Linked DNA regions of Cricetulus griseus: region 1 is linked to region 2. The links are chromatin contacts, called in public Hi-C maps. All regions are on one chromosome and are shown on one strand. The core of a region is the stretch at or near the end of the contact, and the rest is flanking DNA. Distances in the headings are between cores, read along the strand shown.

Evidence for each region. Hi-C and Micro-C count contacts between places; a contact is called where the count stands out from the background.
Region 1: a Hi-C map of the CHO-K1 cell line shows a contact between it and region 2, with 4 times the contacts expected there. The contact joins the promoter of Cmtm3 here to the promoter of Tk2 in region 2. A contact is called at or near these places in 2 of 8 Hi-C or Micro-C datasets (the CHO-K1 cell line and fibroblasts).

Annotation. Positions count from the first base shown.
Region 1 is chr3:180,612,636-180,615,533 of CriGri-PICRH-1.0, reverse strand. It overlaps Cmtm3 (CKLF-like MARVEL transmembrane domain-containing protein 3), which reads right to left and starts at 1,500. Exons shown (of 4, transcript XM_027405742.2): 1 at 1,201-1,500. The coding sequence starts at 1,347. It overlaps LOC118238461 (a long non-coding RNA gene), which reads left to right and starts at 1,709. Exons shown (of 2, transcript XR_004768884.1): 1 at 1,709-2,460.
Region 2 is chr3:180,422,295-180,425,374 of CriGri-PICRH-1.0, reverse strand. It overlaps Tk2 (thymidine kinase 2, mitochondrial), which reads left to right and starts at 1,784. Exons shown (of 10, transcript XM_027405735.2): 1 at 1,784-1,927; 2 at 2,559-2,596. The coding sequence starts at 1,813.

The sequences.
Region 1 (2,898 bases), core at 251-2,750, 190 kb before region 2:
GGGTCCACTTCCCCTACTTCCTATCCATGTCAGACTTCCTAGTTGCATGGGACCAGGGTGAAGTCACCCCTTACACTTTTTATTTTCCTAGGCCTGAATTTCTGGCACCTAGCTAGGCCAAGGACATCTTGTGAGTTCTGATTGGCACCCCCCCCCCATGGGTAGGATAGGACTGAAGCCTCCTCAATGGCCTGTGATTCAAAGCCCCCTTACCTCCGTGGCTTTCAGAGATCTGAGATGACCAATCTAAGAGTGGACTTTAGGTCTGCTTGCTACAAAGTACTTGGAAAAAAGTATTGGGTTCTACTAGTGACCTAAGGGTTGATGCCTCCTGCATGTGTCCTGGGGTACAAGGGGAAAGTCCTAGGTCGGAAACCCTGCCACCTAGTCTCAGAGCTCCTCGATTGAGTTAAAGGCACTTTCTATCCCCGCCCCCCAGCCCCGGCCTTAAATGGGAACAGATCAGATATCAAGTTGCTAGGGATCTAAGCAACAAGTGGCTGTCGCCATGGGCTGTTTCCTCCTTCCACTGTCCTTCCTCCCGCCCCTCTCACCATGTCCGTAGGCCCCATGCCAGTTCCCGCCCCACACGCGACGATGCGGGAGTGTTAGGAGGACAAAGGAGACCTTCCTAGTCGGGTGGGGACAAGCGGGAAGGAGGAAGGAGCGTGGTAGGGGAGGGAGGAAGGAGGGGATGAAGTCACCCCGCTGGTTCGATACCCTGGGACAACAGTCTGCCTGCACCTTCACTATGCAGTCCCAGCTTCACCCACTCCCCGGAGGCTCGTCCCACTCCTCAGGATCCGCACCCCACTCTTCAGGATCCGCACCCCACGGGTGGCCGGGTCTCACCCAGTGAAGTGGGAGGGTTTGCAGAACAGGAGACCAAAGCCTGAAGGAGCCAAGCCAGCGCAGGGAGGGGGCGCTCGGGGATCACACAGCAGCCAGGCCGCGGCGCCAGCGGGGACTGAGTCCTCAAACCCGTGTCCTCGGGTCCCTTTTGAGGGCCTCGCAGGCTGGAGAAGCCGGGAAGACCACGGCTCCGGCCTGAGTTTGACTCGCGCTCGGCTACGGAGAAGCTGTCTCAAGTTTGGGGGCGGTGGCCAAACTTCGCGCGAGTCTCCTGGGTGGGAGGCGCAGGAACTGGGGCTTGGGATACAGGGACTAGGCTTCGGGCACCCGGGGAGCCCTCGCACTCACCGACTCGGCCAGCAGGAGGCGACCTTTGAGCGAGCAGAGGAAGGCGCGCGCGGGCAGCAGGGCGCTGAGCCCGGGCACTGTCCTGCCACTTCGGGGGCGGTCCGGGGACTCTGGATCAGGCTCCGGCTCTGCGTCCGGGGGCCACATAGCGGCGCTACCTCGTCGAGCCTCGGCCTCACTGCCTCACCCAGTGCCCTGGAGGGAAGCGGAAACCCGCTGTGCGGAAGGAGAAAAAGTGGGGTTAGAATAGGCCCGGGACTCATCCTCCGCTGTCCCGCCTCCACCACCTTCAATCCTCCCCCTCATCCCCACCCACAACTGTCCCTCGGACCCTGCCCCGCCCATCCTCCCGCCCTCCATTCTCCAACCACACCCACAATGTCCCTGGGACGCTGTCATGCTCATCCCTCCTCCCCCATCCTCCCATTCGCATCCCCACCTCCCCCACTGCCTCTCTGACTCTACCCGGCCCATATCCCGCCCCCATCCCCCCCCCACTACCCCTTAGACCTAGTCTCTTTCCGTCTTCCATCCTTCCACTTCCACCCTCATTACCCCTCGGATCCTCCCCCGCCGGGTCCTTCCATTCTCAGTTCCTCCTGCCGCGCTCTGCCGCGCTCACTTGCCCATCCATTGACCCCCGCACCACACTGCCTTTCCGACCATCCCTGGCCCTCTATCCTCCGATCAACGACCACCCCCCACTTCTCTTCCTCCCTACTATCCCTCCCCCCCCATTTCCGTCCTTCTTTCGGTCTCTCACAGCCTCCTTTACTCTGCCCGCCTATCTTCTACCCCATTCTCCCACCGCTTCCCAAGCTTCCTTCTAGAGCCTACCTCCCTATCTCCCGCCCCCTTGGATTCTGTACCGGGTCCTCCCAGTCTCCTCGGACCCCAACAGCCGGGTCTGCTCTGTGCGGCCTGCTTAGCCCGGAGTCGTCTGGTAGTGTTTGTCTCCTCACCCCATCCTGGCAGATACAGACCCACTTATTACCTCCTCTGAGGGCTCCCAAGCCACGACCACCTGTCCCCGCTCCCTGTCTTAAATTTGAACTAACTTTCTGCCTTGCATCTTCTGGGAGCCTAGACATCTCTAGGGCAGGGACCCTCCTGGCTCGGCTCTTTTTGTTTGTTTTTGTTTTTCGAGACAGGGTCTCTCTGTAGCTTTGGAGCCTGTCCTAGAACCCGCACTGTAGACCAGACGGGGCTCGAACTCACAGAGATCCTGCTGCCTCTGACTCCCAAGTGCGAGAATTAAAGGTATGTGCCACCACCACGGTCTTAAGCTGTCAGCTCTTGCTGTGTCCCTCCCCTCTCTCAGCTCCTGCTACTTCCCCAGCCATCCACCCCTTGGTCCTTGGCTAGCCTATCTTCCTTCTTCTCAGTTGGAGTTTCCCAGTCATTTCCCTGGCCATACTCCTGTTCTCAGCCTGTCCTTCAGGGACTCTTTTGATAGCTGCCCAAGGCGTGGGTTCTTCCTGTGTTGGACTAACCAGAGATCTGAGGATTGACCTCGTTGTCCTTCACTGCTAGCCCATCGCAGCTGAGGCTCTCTTGCTTTCTTCCTTGTCAGTCAGATACGCGTTTAAATAACTAATTATGCTCCCTCATGCAAACTGATGCTTCCTTTTGCCACAGGGCCTTTGTACATCTGTCCTGTTTAGTCATGGGTGTGTGCATGCGTGCCTTTGTGTGTGT
Region 2 (3,080 bases), core at 535-3,034:
GGCTGGAACCTGGAGGCAGAAACTGAAGCAGATACCAGAGGAACTAAAAATGTTTACTGGCTACCTTTTTCTGGTTTGCTCCTGCATAGACAGCTCAGGACTACCTGCCCAGGAACAGCACTGCCCACAGTGGGTAGTTCCACCTTCATCAGTTAGCAACAAGAAGATGCCCCACAGACACGCCCACAGGCTAATCTGATGCAGCCAGTTTCTCAATTAAGACTCCCTCTTTCCAGGAGTTTCTAGTTTGTGTTGAGTTGAAAAGAATGAACCAGCATATCACTCCAGTATATTTAGACCTCATTGGACCCTGCCCAGCTAAGACCTGATCATTCTGCTGAATCTGATCAGCAGTTACCAGCAAACTCACCCACATGCTCTCAAAAATGTTGACCTTGATTTTCACGGTTATAATTGTCTTTTCTAGGTGCCTAGCAAATAAACAGGAAACTCAGTTATGGTGATGGCTTCTGGTGATGGATCAAAAGAGTAAGGCAGAAACTGAAAATGTCTTCCTTCTCTCTGCCAGCATCTTGCAACCTAGAAGTGGAAAACTTCTCTACCTACACATTGTAACTGCCACGTACAGTCAAGGTGGCAACAGCTGGGTTTATTGGTTTGGGCCAGGTGCAAGCTGCACCTCATATGGGTTTATTTTTGCTACCTGATTACAAGTGGGGGTTGTTGCATGCTTTCTTCTTATCTTTTTTTTTTTTGTCCATTCAGTGAAGGAATTGGTTGTGCCTTCCTGAGGGATCAACATTATAGTTCAAATGTTGGAAATATCAAAGACTGTGGACTTGGGAAACAATGGCTTGCATCTCAGCTCCCCACCTTAGTCCCTCTGCTTTTGTGATGAAGGGGATTAAACCTAGGGCTCTTTTAAGCAAGCCCAATTCTTTAAGGATGAGCTTGGAAAATGGGAATGACAATGTATACCTGCAGAAATGTTAAAAGGAAAATCAGGACATTGTGAGTCAGCGTGTACCAGGTGTGGATAGAGCAGGCAATCAATGAAATAATCTTACATGCTAATGAACCTATCAGTTCCCAGCATTATTATCCACCCATTCTCTAAGCTTAGTTAGGTAAGGGATGCCTTCTGTTGTGCCAGGTTCTTGGAGCCCAGAGACTAACCCAAGGAGCCGACACTCTGATGCAAAAGCAAACGGTTTCTTTTTATTTCAAGCTGGCCAGCTAGGATCTCACTGCATGGCAGGCAAATGAGATCCCAACCAGCCCAAATGAGAAGCTTTTGAGGGGGCAGACCATAAGGTTGAAGGCCACAAATTTCAGAGTTTCCATGGTTACTTAAGGTCATACAAAGTACAGAGTAAATCAGTAGCTATATATTTTAAGTGAGATACATTTGAGTGAGATAAGACAGGGCACAGGGTTGCAGGGTTACAGGGCCACGGAGGGTCTGTCAGTTATCCCCTGGGCTGGGGAATCTTTATGACCAGCAATTAGCAAAGGAATGTTAACAGGAGTGGTGGGCAGTTACCTCCCCTTCTCTGAAAGCAGGGGATCAGGTGCCAGCCATGGCACTCCTGATTTAAGGAGTTAAATTTTTCTTCACCATTAGACATTCCCTTTTTAGGGCCCAAGTTCTTAAACTTCTATTAATTTTAATTTTTGGTTCCTCACATTCTACCGTCTGCATATTGTATAATCCTCACTTTGGATCTTTTCTGTCTAGCCTAGAGGAAGAAAAATCGTGACGACCCTTTAAGGGGCGGGGCCATGAGAGGGGTGGGGCGGGGCTCCAATGCACACCGGAAGGAAGTCGGGCTAGCACGTCTACTAGGGACTATGCTGCTACGACCTCTTCTAGGCTGGGCTGCCTGTTCGCTGCGTAGTGCAAGCTCCGGAAGCCTCATTTCGGGTACCGGGCAGCTGTGGGCACCTCACCGCGCCTGGCCTCCGGGTAACTAGTATTTTTGTGCCATGTCGTAGGGGCTGCTCTGGTCCCCTCCCCCTCCCCTGCAAGTCACCGGACTTACCCGGGGCCCTAAGGAACTGTGAGGACCTGCACTTGGGGTCCAAACACTGCTTCTCTTCCTGTTTCCTGGTCAGATTCTTTAGGTGGGGCGGAAGCTACCTTTAGCCAGCTCGCTGTGCCTGCGCACCTAGAGGGCGGTGCTTTTTCCCACCTTTGCTGGCAGTGGGGATCCTCTTCCTTTGGCCTCGGGCTGCTGCTGGAGTTTGGCAGTATTGCCAGCCTTGACCTAGAGAACAGACTACGTGGGTCCCAGCCCTAAGCCTTAGGCCACCGTCCGTTCTTCGGAATCTTGTGGGTGTAGGTCATTCCTTGTGTCCACTGTGAAGATTCTGAGCACACAATACAGGTGAAAACGGGAAGTAGAATATACCAAGCGAAGGAAAGTAAGCAAGCACAAATGGTGTACAGTGTCACATACAAGACCCAACTACTGAGGGTCCCGAGAATGGCAAACATTTTTAAGTAAAGAAGCAAACATAAAAATACCTTTGTGTGGTTATCAGATTAGCACAGAGAAGAGTGAATAATTGAAACGTCGATTTCCTTTCTTTTTTAGATAAAGATAGAGAAAATGATAAAGAGAAAAAAGCAGTGGTAAGTTCCTCTTTGCATGCATTCTCCAGTGTAGCATAATATCTTCTTTTTTTTTTTTGAGCCGGAGACCGAAGCAATATGTGCACACAGTGAAAAAAAAAAAAAAAAAAAAAAAAAAAAACAAGTAAACCGTGAAAATGAGAGTAGGTAGTGCATGCTCAGCAAGCATAAGGTAAGTTCCATTCTCAGCACCAGAGAAAGATGTGGGGTACATCCTCATCCATGGCTGGAGATTGGACTCGTCCTCTGGAGGACAGTGGAGTGAGTTGTGACACAGGCACAGAACTTTCCGTTAAACTGCTTGTGTTCTTTGACAGCATGCCCTCCTATTTTTGTAATCCCCTGTTTCTTTCTTACCCTCACATTTTCTTTTCCTTTCTCTTTTTTCCTCTTTCTTTGTTTCTTTTTGTGAGCACTTTGCATATGAAGTGGTACACACATAAGTCTTCATCAAGCAGTTGAAAGACTCAAAGATGAGAAATCT